Regions from separate parts of the Triticum aestivum genome. Here all the other regions are linked to region 2. The links are chromatin contacts, called in public Hi-C maps. All regions are on one chromosome and are shown on one strand. Each heading gives the region's core, a stretch centred on a gene start, on an enhancer-like site or on the middle of the called end of the contact. The rest is flanking DNA. Distances are from core to core; before and after follow the strand shown. Region 1 has its middle 160 kb from the start of LOC123097108. Region 2 holds the start of LOC123097119 (angio-associated migratory cell protein-like). Region 3 holds the start of LOC123097130 (probable WRKY transcription factor 57).

What was found. A called contact is a pair of places that touch in the nucleus more often than the background predicts.
Region 1: a Hi-C map of leaf shows a contact between it and region 2, with 4 times the contacts expected there. The contact joins the enhancer-like site here to the promoter of LOC123097119 in region 2. A contact is called at or near these places in 3 of 5 Hi-C or Micro-C datasets (all in leaf).
Region 3: a contact with region 2 is called in a Hi-C map of leaf, with 2.6 times the contacts expected there. The contact joins the promoter of LOC123097130 here to the promoter of LOC123097119 in region 2. A contact is called at or near these places in 2 of 5 Hi-C or Micro-C datasets (leaf and root).

What each region holds. Positions count from the first base shown.
Region 1 is chr1B:612,403,401-612,407,371 of IWGSC CS RefSeq v2.1, forward strand. No RefSeq gene overlaps it. Among protein-coding and RNA genes, the nearest start is that of LOC123097108, 160 kb to the right of the region's middle. Within about 2 kb of position 1,516, at least 1 of the 8 cell types and tissues checked has an H3K27ac peak or open chromatin away from gene starts, as enhancers often do. A contact at or near this core is called in leaf, where this site is marked.
Region 2 is chr1B:612,579,927-612,584,183 of IWGSC CS RefSeq v2.1, forward strand. LOC123097119 (angio-associated migratory cell protein-like) reads right to left here and starts at 1,426. Exons shown (of 11, transcript XM_044518875.1): 1 at 1,268-1,426; 2 at 1,120-1,167; 3 at 944-988; 4 at 650-769; 5 at 205-350; 6 at 1-78. The coding sequence starts at 1,367.
Region 3 is chr1B:612,720,090-612,723,835 of IWGSC CS RefSeq v2.1, forward strand. It overlaps LOC123097130 (probable WRKY transcription factor 57), which reads right to left and starts at 1,407. Exons shown (of 2, transcript XM_044518882.1): 1 at 727-1,407; 2 at 45-592. The coding sequence starts at 1,184. The coding sequence ends at 388.

The DNA of each region.
Region 1 (3,971 bases), core at 266-2,765, 180 kb before region 2:
GCAAGGTAGACTGCTTAATATAGCAGGTAGAGTTACTTTGGTGCAGTCTTGTTTTTCCAATATCCCTATATATATGATGTCATTTTATCTTCTCCCTGCTGGAGTCAGAAAAAAAGTGGATTTCTACAGAGCCAGGATGGTATGGCAAGCTGAGGAAGATAAGAGAAAATACCATCTGGTAAACTGGAAAACCTGTTGTCTCCCAAAACAGCAAGGGGGGCTGGGGATTACAAACCTTGAAATGTTTAACATTGCTTTATTAGCTAAATGACTATGGAAATTAGAGAATGATGAGGGGTTCTGGCTGGGGATTATTAAGAAGAAATATGTTGGAAACAAATGTCTTTCTGGGATTGAACATAAAAACGGAGACTCCCGGTTTTGGTCTAACATTTTGAAAGTTAAAAAATACTTCTATCCCCATGTTAAGAAAAAGTTGGAAGATGGAAAAAATACCAGGTTTTGGGAAGACTGGTGGGTAGGAGATAAACCACTTAAAGAGGCTTATCCCTCTCTATTCTTCATTAGTTGGGAAAAATGACCATGGAATTTTAGTTAGAGAAGCTATCGATAAAGGTTGTGGTGGTTTCACTTTCAGGAGATCTCTCTTTGGAGACACTGAACAACTTTGAAATAGTATGAGAGAGAGATGTGAGGAAGTCTTGATGTATAGTGGGAGTGATAAACCTATGTGGATGCTGACTACAGACAGAAAATTCCCTGTCAAACCATTGTATAGGCATCTGATTAAGACTAATGTGGGGTTCCCAGGAAATTTCTGTGGAAAACCAAAGTACCTGCCAAAATTAAGTTTTTTTTGTGGCTTCTTGCCAGAAAAAGTGTCCTTACTAGAGATAACCTATTAAGGAGAGGTTGGAAGGGAGATAAATATTGTGTGCTGTGTGACAAAGATGAAACAATTGATCATCTATTTTTTTCATGCTCTGTAGCCCGAATAATTTGGGTAATTTGGAGGTGTAGAAACGATATTGTCCTTGATAGAAAAAATATTACTCAGCCAATGGGGATTGTGAAAATGATGTGTGGTTGAATTTCTGATTGGGCTATTTTGCAGAGAAAGGACCCAGAGGAAAGAATGTTGATGATGGGAGCAAGACTCATCGAGCAAGTAGCAAGTGATGTTTACAAGGCGGCACAAGGGTGGCGTTTTGGCGTTCTTCGAATTCAAAAGTGAAGGAAGTCTCTCTTTTGGTGAATTGGCTCAGGATGTGGAAGCCTGGGTGGGCTTCTCAGCAAATCGTTTCGTAGTAGTTCGAGTGTCTGCTGTTAGACAACGACCTCCCTGTTTTTATATCTATGTTTGTCTTTGCTTTGATCTATGTCTGGGCTGTAACAAGATCAGTTTATGAACTGTAACCTGTCGGATGCTTGTTGGTTTTTTTAATAGAAATCGGAAAGGAAACCCTCTTTTGCTAAAAAAAAGAAATCAACACGGCCGGCCAACCTCGAGCGACAGGGACGCCGGCCGGCCGGCCGGGCCAGGTGAACAAATCGAAAGCGGCGCCGATAAATGAACCGATTGACCCGAGGATCCAGCAGCGCCACCGCTTTTCGATCGTATCGGGGCGGGAGCGACAGCCGACGGCGACGTGGAGTGGACACCCCGGGCCCGGCCCCGGTTCCGACGACAAATTGCTGTCGGCGTGTGCATGCGTGCACGCCCGTGGGCGTAGGTGTGCCGGCCGGAGCCTTCCGAGAAGAGAGCTAGGGAGGCAGTAGTGGCCGACGACGTTGCACATGCGATGAGGAAATTTTAAGGCCAACTTCACCGCACGACCCCAAACAGACGTCCGCTTTGTCCGGATTTTGTCCGTTTGAGGGTGCCAATGGGGTCGTGTCCGCCCAGATTTGGGTTTGCGTCGGTCGGGCGCCCACCACAGCACACCCATACCAAATATTGTTCGGTTCGGTCATTTCTTCAAACACATAAAAGATAGCCGGCATCACCCTCCCAAGAGGCCACCGCTCGCCAGGCCGACCGCGGCAGCCCGCACGCCGTGCTCGCCCGTCAGTGACAAACCGCGCACGCGTCGCAGCTTGACCGCTTGCCGTGCCGCCCGCTGCGCTCGCCGCTCGCCGTGCTGCCCGCCGCCCGCCGCGCTCGCCGCTCGCCGTGCTGCACGCGCCCACGGTGGCGGCGGCTGGCTAGCTAGCCCGCACGCAGAACGCGCACACGGCGGCAGCGGATGGCTAGCTAGCCCACACGCGGAACACGCACACGGCCGCAGAGGCTAGCTAGCTAGCAAGCCCGCCGGCATGCACGCACGCTCGCATGCTTGAAGCTATCTAGCTAGCTCACGGGCACGCACGCACGTTCACCTGTCTGACCCGCATCTGCCACACTCGCACGCACCGCATGCTCTCCTCGTCGTGCCTCGCCTGGCTGTCGCGCCCTACTCGTCTCCGCGACGTCGCCACGCCCGCTCGCTCTGCCGCGCGACGCGTGCACCTTCCCCTGCCCGCTCACCGCGCTCGCAGCCGGGCCGCGCCTCGCCTCGCCCTGACCGCGTCCCACGCCTGCTCCATACTGCTGCTGCCGCAGCCGAGCTCTCCGCGGTCTGCCCGCCCTGCCGTACTCGCCGCTCCCCGCCATCCGCCATGCCGCCGTGTCCTGCCCGCCCTCGCCTGCGCCACCGCAGCCTGCCCGCCCCATCGCACCCGCCACCTGCCGTGTGGTGCGTATGCGCGCCGGCCTTGTGTGGTTGGTGGGGCGGTGGGTGAAAAGGAGAGAGAGATGGGTGGGTGGGTGGTGGGTCCCTTTTTGTTTCGATGACAGATGGGGCCATCATCTGCATGCGCGGACGCAACCGGACGCACGGGCGAGAAAAACGTCCGCATTATGTCCGCTTTGACCCCCAAAATCAGACCAAGTTTGGGCCGGGAATGGGTCCAAAGCGGACAGAAAACGGACAAAAGTCCGTTTGCGCCTGCGCGCTGGGCCGTCTTGTATGTCTGCTTTACTCCAAACGGACACATCCGGGCAGAATGGGTCGTGCGGTGGAGTTGACCTAAGAGCTGGTGGTGTACCACTTTTGTTGCTGTCGTGCCCAAGTTAAGTTGCGTCTGCAGGACTGCAGGGCGGCACGGCAAGGTGCACGGGTGGGCGGACGTGACGCGCGCCCATCACCACGCACCCGCCGCGCGCGCACCAGCCGATGCCATCGCCGAGATGCCGAATCGAGCAGCAAGTGAGGAGGGCATAGCACACACACAAACAGGAAAGGAATGAGCCGCCAAAGCGAGTCGATCAGGCCACGGCCCACGGATGATAAAATAGAGGTCAGCGAGCTGCGTGTGTGATCGCCAAACATAGAAAGATTCGGGCGATTGCCGTGACGTGACGGGCATCGATGGTGATCCTTCCTGCAAACAAAACTGTAAAAGATCACCGAGGAATAGTGGCGAAGCTAGAAATTTTGTGAAGCCTGGGCAAACTTGAGCCTAAGTATAAAATAGCTCCAAACATCTGAGTTTGGTCCAAGGAGGGTGAGGGGGGGGGCATAGGCCCCCTCGGCCTCAACATAGCTCCGCCAGTGAAATATGAAGTCAAAACATAAGCCTAGTAGTCGTGCATATGTAATTTTTAAGTAAACTATTATATAACATATTAATGTTCAGTTTCATCGAACAAAATAAAGTTGAGACTTAGACAACATAAGTCTTAGAATGAGGCCATGCATAGGACCAAATCCCATAGGTCTCGGGGTCCCATCCACCCTTCTACTATCGGTTTCCAGGTGTGAGCCAGATATAGAGCTTGGATTTGAATATTGCTTTGGCCATCATGTTGCTAGAAAATTCAAAATTATAGTCATCCAAATTAGGTTCCAAATGTCCTAGAAAACGTTACAAGATAAAAAAGAAGGATTTGTAGTGCAAATAAAGTACGTGTTGTGACTTGTGAGCGTGTTCAAAGTAAAGAACTTTAGAGAATAGAGACGGTCAGATAA
Region 2 (4,257 bases), core at 176-2,675:
GTCCGCATTCCACATCCATATGTTGAAGTCCTCTGATCCAGCAATTATAACGTGACTTCGCAGATCCCATTTAAGCCACTACAAAACCAGAGGCATATAATTAATCATATATACAGTTTAACAGCAGGAAACACGGATTTTGCAATTGAAACAGTTAGGGGGTATGTTCAGCTAAACGGATTAAAGTGATCAGCGTCATCTCACCTCAAAGCCTGATTCAGAGCCCTCAAGGGTTCCCTGAAGTGTTCGTGTAGCTGTATTCCATACATTTATCTGTCCATCCATACTTCCACAAGCCACTAATTTCCCATCTGAACTGAAAGCCACAGTGCTGACAGTATCGTTATGTCCTGTATCGGCACCAGATATTATATAAGCTTCATAGACAATTCTAGCGATGCATCCGCAAATTAAGGTACAAAAGCCGATGCAACAGGAACATAAATATAAAGATTTTCCTAAAAAAACAAAGAAGAAGACTTGCTGCAATATATAATATGTTTGGAGTTACAGCTAACAGAAATAGAAACAGCACATTTAAGAACTAATAGTAAAAGTGATAAGCATAGGGAAAGTCCCGAGAAACATTTACATACAAGAAATCGACTAAGGAATGTCCCAATTAGACTAAGAAAATGAGTCAGCATACCAGGCAGCTCTTGAACATCCTCTGCAGATCCAATCCTCCAAAGAAACCCTCTGTCATCTTTACCTCCAGAAACAACAAGTGATGCATCTACAGGACTGCACGCAGCAGCAAATACCTCATCTGTACCCAAAATAACAAGAGCAGCTATTAATATATGTGATTTTCAATGCAAAGGTGTTCTGGAAGCGGACGATACAAGAGACGACAAATTGCTTGGTGTATCAAACGTATAAGTGCAAACAATAAATCATAGTCACAAGACATTGTGAGCTAGTTGGTTCAGCGAGATCTTGCCTGTATGCCCATGAAATGCATATGCTGAATGATCCTCAACCTCATCTGAAACAACATAAATTAAAAGGCACTTGAATTACTAGCACATTATACTGTCTAAATTGCACGTGAACTACTGTAGTTGTTTTCTCCGACACTTTTTATGGTTCGAAGGTAGTAACAGAAAAGGCACATACCCATCATGTCTTGGTCCTGCTCGTCATCATCGTCTTGGTCGGGGAGATCTGAGCAAGGAAAAATTAAGCACGGAGCAAGCAGAAGTAAGGAGAGACTACAAGCTGTTTCTGTGTATGACATGCTACTTGTATAGGTAGTAGTATTGACCTTCCTCGTCCAGGGGTATCTCATTGATGATGTCATCGTCGTCGATGAAGACCTCCTCCCCTTCGGAGCCTTCACTCATGACCGCCGCCGCACGGATCATCGTTGCTGTGAGCGCCTACCTTTTTTTTTTTTGAGGATTAGGGCAAGCCCTACCTGGGGGTCGCCCTATGTATTGAAGCGAGCACGAGGGAGACCGCTCGCTCACCGAGTCACACAGTAGGATTCCGCATGGGCCAGCCCAATACATGGTAAAAGCTTGTTTGCTCTTCATTTTTTGGCCCAGCTGACACGGTAGAATCGTTTTGACGTTAGGTAAGGTGTTTATTTTATTTTTATTTTGTAAGCAATGTTCATGATTTTTATAAAAACTTAAAAGATTTTAAATGTGTTCATTATTTTTTCTAAGTTTCAGATTTGAAAGTTCCATGACTAAATAACTTTTAGTTTTTTTAAAAAAATCATGATTTCGAAACAGGTTCAGATTTAAAAATTGTAAAATGTTTCAGATTTAAAATTTTCAATTTTTTTGAATATTTCATTTTGGAAAATGTTTTAGGATTTTATAAATTGATCATCGTGTGGAAAATATACAGATTAAAAATGCCCATGATTCATAAAAGTTTCAAATCTTAAAATTCATTCACCGAGTAAAAATAAAAGGTAATAAAAACCATAAATAATTAAACATGAAATGAAAAGAAAAACGAAAGCAGAAAGAAAAATAGAAACGTACAAATAAATATTGAACAGAAAAGAAAAAACCGGCGGAGATAGGCCAGCCCACGCAGGGAACTGATGCGCGTGAGTCGTACTAAGACTTCCACTAAGGGAAACATAGTGCTCGCGCTAGCCTGGTCGCTTAACCAATCTAGTCCAACCTAGTGACAGGTACGAGCAATGCTAGACTTACGAATAGATATTCTACGTAAGCTAACGCCTAACGGGCAGGCATATGTGAAGGATTGCTATTGGACTTAAGATGGTGATGGGGCCCACCCCCCTAAAATAAGGGGGGGCAGAGATAATTAGCAAGAAGGATTTACATAGAACTTTCGCAGGTATTGTCCAACCCGAACTAGACTTATTACGAAATCAGCCTATATCGAGCAGTACAACGGGAATATAAATCCACAGTTACATCCCACCGCCTCTGTGATCCTGGGCGGCTGCTGCTTTTTTGCCGCATAGTGCACGTAATCATCCCTGTAGCTAAAAAACACCGCTAATTAATCATTTGTGGTTTTTTTTATGTGATGGATGTCTGCATGGCACCGCATTAATGTTCCTCATGTTCGTCCCTTGTGCAGTAATTTTTGATTTTTAAAATTATAAAAAACGTATCTTCTAAACCGCATGTCGAAATTCAGATCCGATTTCACCGTTGAAACTCTCGCGACGTGCTCTTTAAAAGTAGATCTTGCATGGGGATATTTCGACAAACTAGTCTTCCTGCCAATTAAATATCAATGTGTGTGCAATTAGACCATATTGCCGCGCCAACTGAGCATATATGTGTGTAACTAGTCCTGCCAACTAAATATCAATATGTGTGCAACTAGACTACATTACCGCGTCGATTGCGCATATGTGTGTGTGCAACTAGTGTCCTGCCAACTAAATATCAATGTCTCTGCAACTAGACTACATTACAAGCCAACTGAGCATATGTTTGTGCAACTAGTCTTTCTGCCAAGAGTGAAGTCTATTTTGAACCTTCAGGTTGTAGAACTTGTCGGAAACGAACCTCCACCTTCAAATCCCTGAGTCTATACCCTGTCCTCATTAATCCCGGTCAATCTCGACCCTAGACCTGTTTGGCACGCAGGGAAACTATCCATCCCGTCCGGGATCACAGACTACCCTCGCTGACATCCCTGCCCCACATATCATATTCATCTTCATCCTGGTTCTCTGTGCGTGTGCTTCCCCTGTTTGGGCGCGTGTTGGTGGAGAGTCCATAGGAGGCCGACGGCAGCGCTGCTTCCTGAGCGGTGCAACAGGACCATTCCTTCCCTCCGGCGAGATGGCAGTGGGGCGATCTCGGCAGCGACGAGCAAAGATCTACAACTCTAACTTGCATCGATACGGAGCTCTGCGGCAACGACCGGTGGTGTTGGGTCGGCTGGAGATCGTGTGCGCATCTCTGTCTTGGACGATAGTGTCGGCAGAGGTGACGTTGGCCCTATGACGGCGATGATGTCGGCTCCCGAGGGGAGCGCACCGGCGTGTCGATCCTCGCCGTGTAGCTCGAACCACTTCCGCCAAGCTCAGCTCACCATCTTTCCTGGTGAATGGCAGTATGGCACAAGAAGAAGTCGCAAAAGGACGTACTAGTACCATCCCAATGAGTGTTTGATAGCAGAACCCCGAGCTGTCGATCTGTTGCCGCTCTCCATCAAGCTCTAGTTCCTACCATGGTGACGATGATCTCGGGGCGCACTTCGGCAGGGAATGAGACAACCCGGACGTGTGAGCGCACATGGAGCATAACAAATAAAAAGACACTTAGGGGCCACAACTCAAATCCTATTTTTTGCTGGCCGCCGTCGCAGCTTTATAGCACCCACACACATGACAGTGCCGAACAGAGATCCTCTTTGCATCTTCGTCCTCGGCCACAGGAAACAGAGGCAGGCAGGAGGAGATCACAGACCACACACGCACGCATGGCTGCTGACAGCAAGCTGCAGCCGTCGACGGCCGATAGCGTCGGCGATGAGGGGCACGGGAGGCAGGCAACGAATGGCTGGAGAGCATCCTTAGCGAAGAGTTGGTGCCGTCTGCCATGGGCATGGCGGGCGGGCGTTCCCGGCGCCGACGCAGGTGGTGTGCTCGCTGCCATGGTGCCTCCGAAATTGAAGAAGTGAGAAGCGGGCTACACAGGAGAGACAGAGATTGGAAGTACAGGAGGAAGATGAATATGACGTGTGGGACCGTGAAGTCAGGGAGAGTAGAGAGTCATCCCGGCTGGGATCCTCCTTGTCCCGATA
Region 3 (3,746 bases), core at 157-2,656, 140 kb after region 2:
CACGTACAACCGTGAGACTCAGAGATGGATCTCTTCGAGGCGGATGGTTCTGTACATATTTATTGCACGGTTGAGTAGGTAGCACTAGTAGTGTAGTGGAGTGTGCGTTACATTCGTCGGGAGGGCTCTCGTGATCGAGCCCACACTGCACACTGCTGTACACGACACTAGTACAAGACGGGGAGAGAAGAAAAGGTCGATCTATATGGACAGATCGATCCAAAAAAAAAGCCCCACGCCTCGAGAAACTGAACCTGATGATCCACCAGTGGTACACTAGTCTAGCTACGAACTAGTGGCTGCACCTGCACCTTGCTGGCCAGCTTTTGGCCGAGATAGAAGCCCCGTGCTGATCTCGACGTGCCCCGTTGTTGGTGGCTAGTCTACTCAGTTGAGTGAGCCTGGCGGCGGGTGCGTGCCGGCGACGAAGAAGCGGCCGGAGGCGGCGTCCTGGCTGGCGTAGTAGACGGTGCTGGGGCTGACGTGGCTGTGCGTGCCCTCGTACGTGGTCACCACGTACGCCGGGTCGTCCCGGTCCCGCTCCACCCGCTTCTTCACGTTGCACCCTTCCGTCGAGCACCGGTAGTAGTTCCTACACGCACACACCAAATGCTCGCTCGTCAGGACTTGGAACGCCGAATTGCAATGTGTCGATGAATTTCTGATCAATTGATACGAGTGTTGATTCCATCGTGTTTAATTTTGCGGTTGGGGATAGGTACCAACCTTGGGTTTGGGCTGTTCTTGACGGACTTCTTGCCGTACTTGCGCCACTTGTAGCCGTCGTCGAGGATCTCGATCTCCGACCTCGTCCGGAACGCGATGCGCTCCGTCCGCGGCCGCTCCGCCGCCGCCGCCGACTCGGCAGCGCTCCTCGCAGTCACCGCGGTCGCCGAACTCGCACCAGCCGCGGCAACGGCCGGCACGGGGACGACGGGCGTGAGCGACGCGGAGAACGCGCCCTCTTCGAAGAGGTACTCGGAGATGTCGAACTGCGCCTCGGGGTCGGCGGCGATCGCCGGCGTGGCGCTGAGCGCGGCGGAGAAGCTGGAGGCCGGGCTGGAGGAGGTGGAGCTGATTCCCCCGTGGGAGAATTGGGAGGACATGGAAGAGAAGTAGCAGCCGTCGCCCACCGCCTGCGCCTGCTGTTGGTAGAGCAGTGGTGCCGCTCCGACTGCCGCCATGACCGAGTTTGACACCGGCGAGAGCGCTTCGTATTTATAAGACCCCCTAAACCGCCGGTGCGCTGCTGCTGCTGCATGGATTGGGTTGGGGAGTGGATTTCGCGGGTAGATTTGTACTAGGAGGAGGCGCTGGTCGTGAGCTCTTGGGGATTTTGGGCGGCTTCCCGGTGAGCTTCGTGCTGAGAAGGTTCGGCGATGGTGAGTGGGTTGCCCGCCCGCCGCCGCAGGCTCGTGCGAGCGCGCGCGTGCCACTTATGGCAGGGTGGGAGAATTGTCTCCGGAACAAAGACTTGCAGAAAGGTCTTCTTTGGCCACGTAGGAGTGTGTGTGGTCCCTCCGATCCGACTCAATTCAAGCAATCAAGCCGCATTCTTTGCGTTGTGCTCAAAATCTCTTTTCTGGACCAGCTTTACTTGATGTGGAAAGCCCACACATTCTAAATCGGCCCACAACGACCAATATCTACATGTTTATACAAAGTAAGTATATTTTTATTGTACAAAGTTTCGTGGAAGTTTATAGAAAAATATATTGATATCTACAACACCAAATTAGTTTCATTAGGCATCTCTAAAGCGGACACTCAAACCGCCCGCGATCGTTCGGACTGCACAGTCTAGACCACAAAGCCATCCAGCGCGGGTCTGTAACGGTCCGCTGAGCAATCCGAACGTACTTTTTTCGGCAAACACGAGACAAAGTTTGGGAGGGGGGGGGGGGGGGCTTTGCGGGAGTCCGGACAGTAGACACGTAGGAATCTGCCAGCCCCAACCCACCCAAACCCCTGCGGACCCTGACTCCATTCTCCCTTTTTTTCTCCTCGGTTTTTCTCTCTTGCCTTAGCCGCTGCTCCACTACCCCGACCGCGACGCCGGACCCCTGTCGGAACTCGACGAAGACGTCACCTCCAGCGGTACACATGGGCTCCATGCCACTTCTCCTCCGCCGTCGTTCCACACCTCTCCTCAGACCGCCGCTCAGGTACCATCCGCTCCTACGATGCTCACCATGCCCGACAATTGTTCGGTGAATTGCCCAAGCTAAACTTTGTGTCCATTCTTCTTTGAAGCAATGGATTCAGATATGTAGTACATATATGAGCACTATGTTGAGTCTTCCGACTCAGTCCGACGAGCATGACTACACGAATGAGACGGCGATGATGTATGCGGTGCTTACAGACGCGGAGCATGCAGCAGAGCATGTTCTTGATTTCAAGGGATTGACCAAGGGTCATCGTGTGCTCAACTACAAACCGGCGCGCGGCCATTTGCCGGTGATGGACGACTACTTTGCCCCTTATGCTCTCTTCGCCGACAATTTTCACTAGCGCTTTTGGATGTGCAAAAAATGTCTTCGATCGTTTGTACCATTGCATCCGATCCTTTGATGACTACTTCATCTTTAAGAAGTATGCCGTGGGAAGGATTGGGTTCTCTTGTCATCAGAGGTGCACGGCCGCACTGCGGATGCTTGCATATGGTGTGGCCGCTGATTCATGGGACGAGTACCTAGGGATGTCTGATAGCACATGCGGACATGCCATGGTCAGGTTTGTGATAGTGCAACTAATCCCTGGGTAGTTTTGGTAATTCTTAACAACATATAGCTCATTGAACTAATGCTCTTTCAAGATGATCATTTCAGAAAGTTCAATGATTGGCATGGCATGGACTAGAGATGTGGACCCCTCAAAATTCTAAGGACACATATTGGCAACAAGCTCAATACTCTACATTTTTATTTAAGTGATCCAAGATTACATTGAGTCCTTAGGAAATCCAGTACTATTAAAAAGGGATGAGGTGTTGCTTAATGACTTACTTGCTCAAAATGCTTAGTGATATGCTCCAAAACCCTCAACCACTTCCTCATTTCCACATATGTCCTAAACCTAAAAGTCAAACTCGGCCCCACCAATTTGATCTATCCGGCGCCACCGAGTTTCATTTGACATAGCCACTGCCACAAACCCTAGTCACTTCGGTTTCACCGATATGGATCTCGGTCTCACCGAGATGGGATTGCAAATTCTCTGTTTCCCTTCATAACGTTTCGGTCTCACCGAAATGAGCGATCGGTCCCACTGAGTCTGCAATGCAAACTCCTTGTTTCCTTTTCATAATGCTTCGATCTCACCGAAGTGAGCGAATCGGTCCCACCGAGTTTGCCTGACCAACTTCCTGTGTGCTCATTACTGAAATCAGTCCCACCGAGTTCATGTGATTGGTCACACAAAGATTACGTTATGCCCTAACCCTAGCACATTGGTCCCACCAAGTTGACTGTATCGGTCCCACCGAAAAGCCTAACGTTCATATTTTGACCTGAATCAATCTGACGGAGTTTTACCATTCGGTCCCACCAAGTTTAGGAATCTGTGTGTAACGGTTAGATTTTGTGTGGATGCTATATATACCCCTCCACCCATTCTTCATTCGTGGAGAGAGCCATCAGAACATGCCTACACTGCCAGCATTCATTTTCTGAGAAATAACCACCTACTCATGTGTTGAGACCAAGACATTCCATTCCAACCACAAGAATCTTGATCTCTAGCCT